2 separate regions of the Mus musculus genome follow, and region 1 is linked to region 2. The links are chromatin contacts, called in public HiChIP or PLAC-seq maps. All regions are on one chromosome and are shown on one strand. Each heading gives the region's core, a stretch centred on a gene start, on an enhancer-like site or on the middle of the called end of the contact. The rest is flanking DNA. Distances are from core to core; before and after follow the strand shown.

Region 1 (5,781 bases), core at 3,162-5,661, 490 kb before region 2:
GCTTTTAAAATTTTGCCTCTGAAGACGAAGGCAGGCTCCAGGGTGGTTGTGATCTGGCCCTTTTCCCAGAGAGAGGTACATTTCTAGATGGTTTCAGAACATCAGGTGGGACTGTGTTACTCTGCTTCTGGCTTTATGCCTTAAAATATGACCTAAGGCAAGCTATCATTTCCCAGAAATGAAATATGTCATATTTTACTATTAAAGTGAGGCAGAAAAAGAGCATTCTATTATAATAATGGTTTTTGTTTAAAAAAATTTAAATGTCAAATCCCCAAAGGAATAATACATATCTGATACTATTATTGGAACTGTAATACCAGTAATCATACGAGGTACTTACATTTAGTATTGTTCATACAGTAAAGGGATTTTCATATAAATCTTTCTGTAAAATTATGGTGTCAGAGGAAAATGAGGACCAGCACTACGCATTATTCATGCAATCAATACGCATTCTTTGGGATTGAGTGTGTGTCAGTCATAAGTCTAAATGCTGGGGATGCAGACCTAAGTTCTAGAACATTCCCTTGCCTTCAACGAGCTCACAGTCCAGTCAAGGAGGCAGATAGAGTGCCTGAAACAACGGTCACCACAGATGTAGCAGAGCTTCTGATGGGGCTGTGGAAGGAACACACGGAATGGTTAGCTCATGCAAGGAGTCTTTGCTATGACTAAGTGATCTACTCAGCTAAGCTGGACCTCAAGGTATTAAGATGTAGGATTTCATGGGCAAATGGAAGAGAACAGTCAAGAAAAATCAGAGTAACATGGAAGGAACAGATAAATACATTCAGTGAGGGGTTTTATGTAGTTATTGAGGTAAGCCTGTCAACTGGCTAATGTCAAGTGATGATGTAGTTTGAATGACTTTTGAGCAGTACAACTTTAGGGAAAGAATATGCTTTACGTTATATTCCACGGGACAAAGGCAAAGAGAGTAAGACACAAAATGTCACATGAGATAAAACTGTCACTTTCATCGTGACTCATCTGTTAACTTATGGAAATACGCTCACATCAAGAGATACAAGAAGATTGCTCACTTCACATGCTCACGGGTGGATTGAACCTAATTTTGTAGCATTAAAACCAATTTTCCACTGAGGATTACACGAACCTTTATAATGATTAATATTTGATATTTCAATGTCACCTTTCGTCCTGAGACACATCCGTGCTCATGGGAAAGACAAGCTCTGAGGATGCAGAATTAATAGAACATGTCACACTTTCTATTTTCCATATTCCTAAGGCTTTCTGGCTGTGCATTTCTCTCACCTTTATGGTAGCAGACCGTGAGGCAATGGTTTTCCTTATGGGGTCCTGCCTTGAGAAGTCATAAGCTAGAGTATGAACTACATCTTTTTGTTTACAGCTCTTCTCACAGGATGAAATTTGACATGGCCGTTTCTCTTCTCCTTTGCTTTACTACCACTGATCACATCCTGTGTACAGAGCAGACGTTCAATGGGCTGTGTCATTGTAGAGTTCTTCTCCTTCCACGGAAGGAAAACAAAACACCACCATCACCATCAACATCATCACCATCACCACCATCATCATCACCACCTCCACCATCACCACACTCAACCACCAATCACCACCATCATCACCTCCCTCACATTCCATCACCTTCACCACCCCCAATGGCCCCACAATCCCCATTGTGCCATTGCTTAATAAAGCACTCACTGGATGCCTACAATGATCTGTTATTCTATATAGAAACTGTGCCTATTAATTTAACAGCAACATTAGAGGGTAGGGCTGTCCTCTTGATCTTTCTGTGATTATGGAAGAGTTTTGTAAGCCTTATCAGATATGGTAACCATGGTCATGTATAGTCATTGGTTGGTGCCACTGAGAACTAACCACACTTACCTGGTACTTAATTTTAATTAAATTCATGGCAGTGACACTGAGGCTGGTAGTTTTGGTGTTGGTCAACACAGTTGTAGCAAACAGTGGGCATTTATTATTATTGTCCTTATTATTAATTATTTTAAACAAAGATGGGGGCATGGCTCAAGACTTAAGACTATTTACTGCTCTTGTAGAAGACCTGAGTCTGGTTCCCAGCACCCATGTTGAGCCTGAAAACAACCTGTCACTTTCTAGCTCCAGGGGATTTGATGTTCTCTCTGACCTTCATGGACTGGGACACACACAAAAATAAAAATAAAATTAATAACCCCTCAAAACCAAACCAAACCCCAAAGGTCTAATTTCACCATATCTATATTTATTATATATTATGTAAATATTTATATATTTATCATATATTGAAGGCTAGAGTGAAGAAGGGGTATGTAATATTCTTGAAGCCATAACTATTTTCGAAAGAGTCCTTTATTCCACATTTAGAGAACTTTAGACCAGTCTTTCCTTTTCTGTTAAAAGTAGATTTTAACTAACTCCCTAGGATTAAGTAGAATAACCAAGTGTTTTCCCAACAAAAAAATATTTGGAATAGACTTAGCTAGTGTCTTAAATGAAACTTAACTATTCTTCAACCACCCAAAGTGGTCCCCAAAGAAAAGCACTGAATTGACAGAGAAAAATATTCCCACTCACTTATGAAATAGGACAACGGAGGGGGGTTTTATGTTTTCAGCATCAATGGGAGTCTTCAGCTAAGTCTTCTCATTAACATCCACTTCCTGGAGATTTTTGCCTTGGTGTGAAAATATGGAAATCTGCTTCTGTACGCAGAGACACTGATTGGAAGACTCAATTCCATCTCCCACAGTAGTTCCACCCTGTAGACTTCTGACTATCGCTAGAGAAAGAACTTAAGTAGCCCTTGGATCGAACCATCTGTCGCAAAAAAAATGTGACATATGCTTTCTTTGTTTACTCAACGACGGAGTGTAAACTGATACACTGAACTGGAAATCTGTGTAAGTCTGGTGTGATTGAATGTGACACCGGGGGAGGGGTTCCTGGCGAAGGCTTCAGACACTTCATACCTGCCCCTGAGGAACACGTGCAAGGCAAAGGAGGAGCTAGCACTGGCGGGATGTCCCCTGGGTTCAGGTTGCTCACAGAGGCACAGACTCTTTGAGGACTCCAAACAATGCTACAGCCGCCACAGCTGAAGGGCACGCCTGGCTGATGTGTACTTGAATGGAGGGCTACCCATCCCTCCTCCTCTTCTCCCGGCCCTTACGCCTTAAACTAAAGCCTTTGCCCTTTTCAATTAACACTCTGGATCAAAAAAAGAGCGTCTCTTTTTTTGTTCTCCTTGGCGGCCCATTGTCTGTGGTGATGGGTTTGCAGATTTGACAGCTGGGCTCATAGATTCGATTCAAACTCTGTTTTCCTGAGAGATGATGAACTTGGACATAGAAAAGATCTCTGACACAAGCCCCAAGCAGCGAGCTGGTCGGTCAAACACTACTACGGACATACTCTAGACAGATCTCTGGACCCCTAAAGGACAGCGGGTGTCACGGAGAGCGGGGTTCAGCAGCATCGCTGGAGCGATCCTTGAAGTTGGGGTGAAGGGCTGTGGATGTGTTCTGTTTATAAAATGTTTTTGAAAAAAAATTTACTCTTGAAACAGTAAAGATGGAAATCATCTTATAAAATTACCTAAAGCTGGGTCTGATCAGACTTCAGTGCAGTGGGCTGGGGTGGACTTTGCTTTGTCTCGCTGTCATACCAGGAGGAGAGAGGTGCATGAGCTCGCACAAGCATTTTATCAATGGGTGGGTGCATCCCGGATCGCCGCTCAGGGCTTAGGTCTGAGTGAGTCTGAATCTTGCCAAGTCTTGAGTCACAGCCGCGAATGACGTGGAGAAAAAAAAACAACTTTGTGTTCAAAAGGGTCTGGATGGGTTGCTGTGTTGCACTAAAGAAAGAGCCCTTGTGCACTGAAGGGGGTGGGGGTGCGCAGTCTCCGCGACGGCGGCGGCGTAGCGCTGCGGGTCCTGAGCCTGCTTGCCTGTTGGCCTTGGGTCCCACCGCCAGCCAGCCTGTAAGTCTGCTGTGGCGGACGGAGGAACTGCGCTTCACAGAAGAGCCGGCCCTGCGCTGCCCGGAGGCAGGAGCAGAAGCAGCCTGAGGGGCCTTTAGCCAAAACCAATCTGGGCATGCTATCCTCCCACCGCTTCCAATAACCGCTGACATCCCTACCGGGCATCGAGCCGGGGCGGGGAGGTCTGCTCGGAAATCGTCCTGGCCAACTCTGTCCTCCGAGCTGTAGCAGATTGTGGCATCGTTTTTTTACCTAGCACAGAGAAAGTGAGGCCGGAAAGAGAAAGAGGAGGCGGGGACACCCCAAAGAATAAATAAACAAACACTGGCTACTCGCTGCAGCTGGACACCGGTCAATTGGGTTCAGGTTCGTGGCATTTAGAGTTTTCTCATTCCACTTGAGAACCCATCGCCACCTCCCCTCCAGCCATCCCTTTCCATTTTGCTGGCGTCCTCCAACTTTGGGGCCAGGGGGGCGCTAGTGGTGCGGGGCTGCACCTGCTGGGGTGTGCAGATGCTGTGGACTAGCTCGCTCTCACGGGGCAGTGGTGTGGATGCACAGGAGTTCGGGCGCTAGGCAAGTGCGTGTGAAGCACTGAAGTCTAGGAAGGAGCCCAGGATGAGCGGCAGGTAGGAGTAGGGGCGGAGAAGCCAGGTTTCAGTACCAGGCGGGATGCGGGATGTCAGTTTCCTCTTGCCGGACTGCCTGGGAAGAGAGGCTCGTCCAGGGGAGGGGATGACGGTGACTGGGGTAGCGATCGGTGGCCGGGGACAGAAGAGCTAGAACGCTAGTGATCGAGCCAGCAAGTGAGTGGTCGGGCGAGAGCCAGGGAGGGCGGCCAACTTCCCGGAGCCGGAGCAGGGTCTTGGTCCAGCGGGGTTGGCTAAGAAGCCTTCGCCACCGAGGCTCCGACTCCGGGCAGCGCCAGCTAGCTTCCGGCGCTTGCTCTGAAAGTAATGGTTATTTATTTGCTTGCGTTCAGCCTCTTGGGTTGTGCGCGATATCCTCCAGCTTTGAACGTTGGGAGCCCTAGCGGACCTTACCAGCTCCAGAACCCGGGTTCCGGAGCTTCCTCGTGCCCGTAATAGATGAATTCGCACCTCCTGCTCTCGGACCCGAGTGGGGGTAGCGTTGAGAAGTCCCCCGAGGCGGGAGCGGGGGAGGGGAGAGGGGCGGGAGCTGGAGGCTTCAGCACTCTGGGCTCTCATTTCAAAGCGCGCTCTTCCTTCCAGGTTGGGTCGGAACTGAACCCCTAAAAGCGGGTCCGCCTCCCGCCCTCGCGCCCGCTCGGAGCTGAGTCCCTGGCGGCGGTGGGCGGCAGAGCAACGGGGAGTCTGCTCTCACCCTGGATGGAGCTTAACTTTGAGTGGCCAGAGGAGCGCAGTCGCCCGGGGATCTCTGCACGCTGAGCTCTCTCCGCGAGATCCGGTGGCGGCTTTGGATTTTGGGGGGGCGGGGACCAGCTGCGCGGCGGCACCATGTTCCTAGCCACTCTGTACTTCGTGCTGCCACTCCTGGGTAAGTCGAGACCGCTGCTGGCTTTCTCATCCAGAGTCTTTCATTGGGGGGTCCCTTGCGGCAGCCACTCCAGAATTGCGGGTGGGTGCCTTGAGTGTGGGTGGAAGAAGTTTCGCTAGGGGGTGAAGAGGTTCAAGAATCTCTGGGATTGGGAAGCAGTGCTGGCGCGTCTTTGAGCGGTTGATTTTATTTTGCCGTGTTTAAAGGGGGTGAGAAACAAAACAAAACAAAAACTAATAACCCAGCCTGGTGGAAAATTGAGGGGTCGTAGGCTTCCATCC
Region 2 (5,573 bases), core at 2,980-5,479:
GTGATCAGAGAAGCCGGTCCTGCCTGCAATATAGGTGGGGATCTCCTTTGATGTGTTCATTAAAACTGAATTCATAGTCAATAGACAAATTATTAAGCACATACCCCATTAACACACCGATAAGACCACAGAGACAAGTGCAGAGGAACGAGACCGCTAACTCGCCTTTCGGGAGGCGTGTAAATAAAGAAGGTGGTGTTTTGAATATAGAGAAGCGAGAGAAGAGCAGAAATCAAAACCAGCTGCGACTTACTGATGATTCCACTAAAGATCTGAACTCTATGTTGGATACTAAGTAGTTTTCAGGAGAATAAAAACTAAATAGGACAGGCCATTCGTCGATAGGCGATTAGTAGGGACACCGCACAAAGGCACAGTCAGCTCAAAGGGTTGAGAACAGAGGTTTGGCCTGGAGTTGCGCGGGGAGATAAGGATGAGAGCCAGATGGACTGACGGGTGTTTGACAGAGGCATTGAAATGCCAGGCTGAGGAAGTGAACTTTGGTAGATTCTGGGAAGCCCTTTGAGAAGTCCGGATTAAGAGGATGATTGAGCAGCGTGATCAAATGGTGTTTCGGAGCGCTGGGAAAACACAGCTAGATGAAGGGAACCTGTATCCAGAAGAGCTGTTCTACCTAGGTCCACACAACTGTGCTCTAATCACCCCTGCTGTCCATAAGCTTACTCCAGTTCAGCATGCTTGTCTCCCAACTGCGGGATCAGCCCTGTGCCCAGCAGGGCGAAGCCTGACCCACATTCACTTGCAAAGAGTACTGTCACCATTTTGAGGACCGAGCATGCAGCATTTATCTTGTCTATGTAAAGGGGCTATTACTCCACATACCATCCACAGAGCTGTAGGAGGAGCGTCTAAAATAAAGGCTGGGAATACACTCGGATCCACACTTTTCCTTTCTTGGCTCCTATCCCTCTCTGTGTAATTCTTAGGATGCTAGCCACTGCCTTCAATTTCGCTTACAATTGAACCTGTGATTTGGGCAGGCCTGGGAGAAGGGAGGCTCATCTTTGAAGATGACTTCTGGGATGAAGCACGCAGTCGTATACCTGGCAAGCTAGTGCGGGCTGTCAGTCTGGTAGGCGATGAATCTCAGCTGCTTCTCGGTTCTTTTTATACGGGTTTCTTCTCACACTGAAATATATAGATTTTCTTATGACTTGACAGTTGGGCTTCAAGAGTAAATGCTTGAAGAGGAAAGAGGGGGAGCTGTCAGCGTCTAAAAACTGTAACTTGCAAACTGGCAGGCTTCACTGCCCTTTCCTTCTGTACAGTAGCCACGATCCTACCCAGCTTCAACAGGAGGGGAAGTAAACACCACCTTCTAACGCAGGAATTTGTCAAAAGAGTTTGAAGCCTCATTTTTGTTTTCTTTGAGACATGGTCTTCTCTTGAAGCCCAGGTTGGTGTCCAACTTACTCTGTAGACCAGGTTGGCGTAGAACTTGACACACTCCTTCTTCCTTTGTTCCCAAGTAATGGTATTACAGATATGCGTCACTGTATCTGGGTTGAAGTTATCTTTCATTAAACAAAAGTATAAGATTACATAGCAATTGGGCATTATTCTGAATTCATGCGTCCATGTCCCCTGTAAAGCCATATGTCATTTGGGCACTGACATGTGATATCTCCCTGCACATCAGGGGGAGCAATCAATGCTTTACATCTCAGGCAAAGGTCTCCTTTACAGAGAAACTGATTTCGGTGCTGAATTTACGGGCAATTCTTGACCCATCTCAGTTATTTTCAAGATATATTATCTGGTGCTTATAGTTATGATTAACTTGGTAGTTGACTAAACTACAGTTGAATTGGATGTTTCAGCAGGAATGACATACCCTAGCATATTTCAGTTCCTTCCATAAAGCCACTTGGAGTTGTTTCTTTCTATCTCAACACTTTGCTTTAGGCAAATTATTGCATGGATTCCTTCAGATTTCCCATATCATTTGAAGAACATGGTGTATGCTTGTCTTTTAAATTTCAAACATTATAACTTTTCATATTGTGTTACAGGGCGTGCGTTTATTTTCTTAGATTGGACTATAACTGGAAGGTTATAAAACCTTAAAAAAGATCCAATTCAAAGGAATAAGCAACATCATAAAAAGGTAGTTACTGGGTAAACATTTCTTATTGAGGAGAAAATATTGTTTCCTCAAGTCAAAATAATCTATTTGTAATAGAAGACTCTGTGTACAACAAATTGTGTTTAAGAAACGGATGATATTTTATTTAGGGGTTTTCTGTGAAAACAATAAAAGAATAATACAAGTGTAAGAAAATCCAGCCAAGTGTCAAAAAGCTGATTCAACATTTTAAAAACTAAACTATTAGATTCACGTGCCAGCTAGCTAAGGCTGTGTGACTGCGGAGGAGGTGCTGGGAAGCAAAGATGTCCCGAGTATACACGCGGAGCTGAACTGGACATAATGCCCTTATTCCAGGCATGGCTTTAAAAATGGGAGTTCGCAATGGTCAAACAGGGCTGATCATTTATTCTAAACTATAATATTAAAAACTAAAATATCCAATCATTCAAAAACCTTAAGGCTATTCATTTCTCAGCGGAAGCTCAATGACCACCAGTCTACAACACTCCACAACAGTCACAAGTCACCATTTCTACTGAAGCCTTTGTGATGGATGATTGCAGTTCCTCCAAACATCACCGAGTAAAAGACTAGAAAGAGGTGTCAATGATCGGTGATGAGAGAGGAGGAAGGGAGAGGGAGGGCACACATGAACTGTGAAGAATTCTTCCATTTGTGGAGGGGTTATTGCTCTACTAATTACAGTGACCACTTCAACAGAAGATGAAGACAACAGCAGCTTCCTGTCTGGCTGCACTGAGGCTGAAATATATGCTGGGAAGGGATTCAGCCCTGTCTTACACAGAAACACATTCAACCTCGAAATGTCAATGCTCTTCTACCCAAAGATGATTTCTACAGTTTAGGTAGCCAAGAACTGAGAGCTTTACTTTCCCTATCACTTGGACCTTTAAAGGAAGCTGCTTTTAGCATCTTGCACTTAATAACTTCTAGCCTTCATCGCACCACTAAACAGGCTGTGCACAGCTGCCTGTTACCCTCCAACCCCATCTAACTGCAAGCCTGGGACTTATCCAATACTTGGTGATTCCAGGCTGATGTTGGCTTGAGGTGTGAAGTCTGAGGACTCTTAAGGTAGGGACAGGAAATTGGGAATAAGGTTTTGTACAATAGGTGTAAGGTGAGGATACTGGATCTGAATCTAAAACAATACACTGGAAATCTAGGAATCCAACAAATAGTGGGGATGGCCCAGTGACTAAGAGTGCCTGTTGCTCATTCAGAGGGCTGGAGTTCAGTTGCCAACACCTACACCCACTGCTCACCACCACCTTACTCCCCGCTCCAGGAGATCCAGCGCCCACTTCTTGACTCTGCAAGCACTACAATTACTTACACCTGTGCGCACACAGACATATATATATACTTAAAAGCAGAAAAACTAGTCTTAAAAGAGTCCTATCCATCCACATAACGAGTCAGATACATGTAGACAGAGAACTTAGTGATTTTTAAAGCACTCACCTACCTTTGAAAAATTTAAATATAAATTAAAATGTTTAGGTGATCTTCAAGGAAACATTTCCCTTACTCAAATCTAGAGCTCACCACCAACACCAACGTCATAAGGAAAATGAGGGTGGACCTCGCAGCAGCAGAAGGTTCCCCGAAGCTTGGAGATGATACTTTCCAATTTAAGTGTTGTTTTTGTTTCTTTTTTAGTGTGTTTTGTGATACTGGGAACTAGGACGCCACAACGCTGCGCAGCTATTAATAGATTTGTAACAGGAAGCGGCACATTTATGTTCTCTCATATGTTACAAGGCCAGTCCTGAATAAAACTAGTCCTGGCTGGCGTATATCCTATCTTTCTATAATGAGAGAGAATAAAATAAACTTAGGCAAAATAGAGGATTGGTTGTTTTGGGCACATCCTGCCCCCTTTCGGTAGTATTGGGTTCAACCCCCCAAACAGCCCCTCCCCCAGAGCTCCATCATTGGCCTGGTTCTTACTCCCTCATTCTGCTTTCCCAGTTTCTCATCTTTCCAAAGCGGTTTCCCTGCGTTGTTACAAGTAGACAGAACATGCCTGGCACTGGGAGATCTTAGCTCCTCTGGACATGTCAAATTTAAAGGTAACAATGAATAAACTCAACGAGGAAATCGATTGCTAATGGTAGACATTCCCAGACAGTTAAGGTAGTGGAATGTTCTCCACATTCCCTACTGTACAGGCCTGGCCAGCTTACACTTAATGCTTAAGCTAAAGGACACTTTAAAAAAAATCAGTTTTCTTGTTTCTTACCTTAATTTCATTTTCCACAGGAAAGGAAAGCCCCTCTAATGCATTTTGCCCATTTTCTTAATAAAACAGTGACAAGAAAATGTCTCCCCGATCAAATGCCAATTTAAAACGCCAACTGACGTTGGTTCTTTTCACCTTCGTCACTAGTCACAATTTCCAAGACAATTTCCCGTTATGCTCTTTTACGCCACCCCCAAACCTCTCCTCTTTTTGGCATAATGAATCTTGGTGCAGATGAATCATGCAGGTCTGATTTAGCCTGCAAAAATGTCAGTCAAAGCAAGCAGGGCGCATGCTCAAAGCCTCCATGAATCACAGGTTTAGTTTTTGCCAAATGAAAGGCAATTTCACTTGAAAAAAAAAATCTGGGGAGATATGGCTTTTAGCTTACAGGGAAAATGTTCTAAAAATGTCTAGAGAAGGGACACACACAAACAGAGGAAATTTTTTTTTTTAAAAAAAGCATTTATAGCACATTTCTTTCAATTAAAATATTTCCTCCCTTAACTTCATCAAACCCGTAGTAAAAATTAGACTAATGAACTGCTGATGCAGTTAGACTATTGGTTAGATATTTAATGAACCCCAAGTCAGCTAGACTTTGTTAGGAAGAATTTGGTAACTAGATGTCAAATAGTGAGGGATATGATAATGTCTTCTAACTTCCACTTAAGCACCAGACACAGTATAAAAATATTATTGAGACTATTACAGATAATCATTTTGTAATTGCTGTTCTCATGATAATTTTTTTTTAAAAAAATGCAACCTCCATTTTCATCTTGGATCCAATTTCCACAAAAGGCAGACTGGGCTATGTTGCCATGACATTCCATTGCTAGCTCCAGCACACCTGTAAGGTTCAGAGTGCTTGCCTTCTTAGGATGATTGGCCATCCTGACTCACCAAATGCAGCCCAAGACGCTGCTCAACACAGCCCGCCTACACCAGCCTTCAGCTAATGTATGGCTGCACTAAATGATGGTTATCGAGATGGTGGCAGTCCCATTAGGCTGTCTGAAACATCTCATCTTTTTCTTTTTCTTATCCAAGATTGTTCTTATTGTGAACTGTGTGTGTGTGTGTGTGTGTGTGTGTGTGTGTGTGTGTGTGTGTGTGTGCTGTAGAAAAGAGCTGTGAAGGCTTAAACATTTCAAATAGTGTTTCAGATCAGGTGATTACAGTAAAGTGGAATGT

What was found. HiChIP or PLAC-seq counts read pairs in DNA pulled down with a chosen protein or histone mark.
Region 1: a contact with region 2 is called in a CTCF HiChIP or PLAC-seq map of the NIH/3T3 cell line, with 12 read pairs. The contact joins the promoter of Gfra1 here to the enhancer-like site in region 2. A contact is called at or near these places in 11 of 39 promoter capture datasets (the 3T3-L1 cell line, the C10 cell line, cranial neural crest and 8 more), 4 of 15 datasets of contacts at CTCF or cohesin (the NIH/3T3 cell line, large pre-B cells, pro-B cells and 1 more), 3 of 484 Hi-C or Micro-C datasets (cerebral cortex, cochlea and embryonic fibroblasts), 14 of 115 datasets of contacts at active chromatin or transcription factors (the NIH/3T3 cell line, bone marrow-derived macrophages, differentiating embryonic stem cells and 10 more) and 2 of 9 other capture datasets (adipose tissue and liver).

What each region holds. Positions count from the first base shown.
Region 1 is chr19:58,454,028-58,459,808 of GRCm38.p6, reverse strand. Gfra1 (glial cell line derived neurotrophic factor family receptor alpha 1) reads left to right here and starts at 4,411. Exons shown (of 11, transcript NM_010279.3): 1 at 4,411-4,611; 2 at 5,215-5,500. The coding sequence starts at 5,461. It overlaps Gm41876 (a long non-coding RNA gene), which reads right to left and starts at 3,660. Exons shown (of 3, transcript XR_877966.1): 1 at 3,598-3,660; 2 at 1,282-1,448; 3 at 217-621.
Region 2 is chr19:57,969,012-57,974,584 of GRCm38.p6, reverse strand. All of the region lies in intron 27 of Atrnl1 (attractin like 1), which reads right to left. Among named protein-coding and RNA genes, the nearest start is that of Gm52385, 46 kb to the right of the region's middle. Within about 2 kb of position 4,229, at least 33 of the 459 cell types and tissues checked have an H3K27ac peak or open chromatin away from gene starts, as enhancers often do. A contact at or near this core is called in the NIH/3T3 cell line, embryonic fibroblasts and hippocampal neurons, where this site is marked.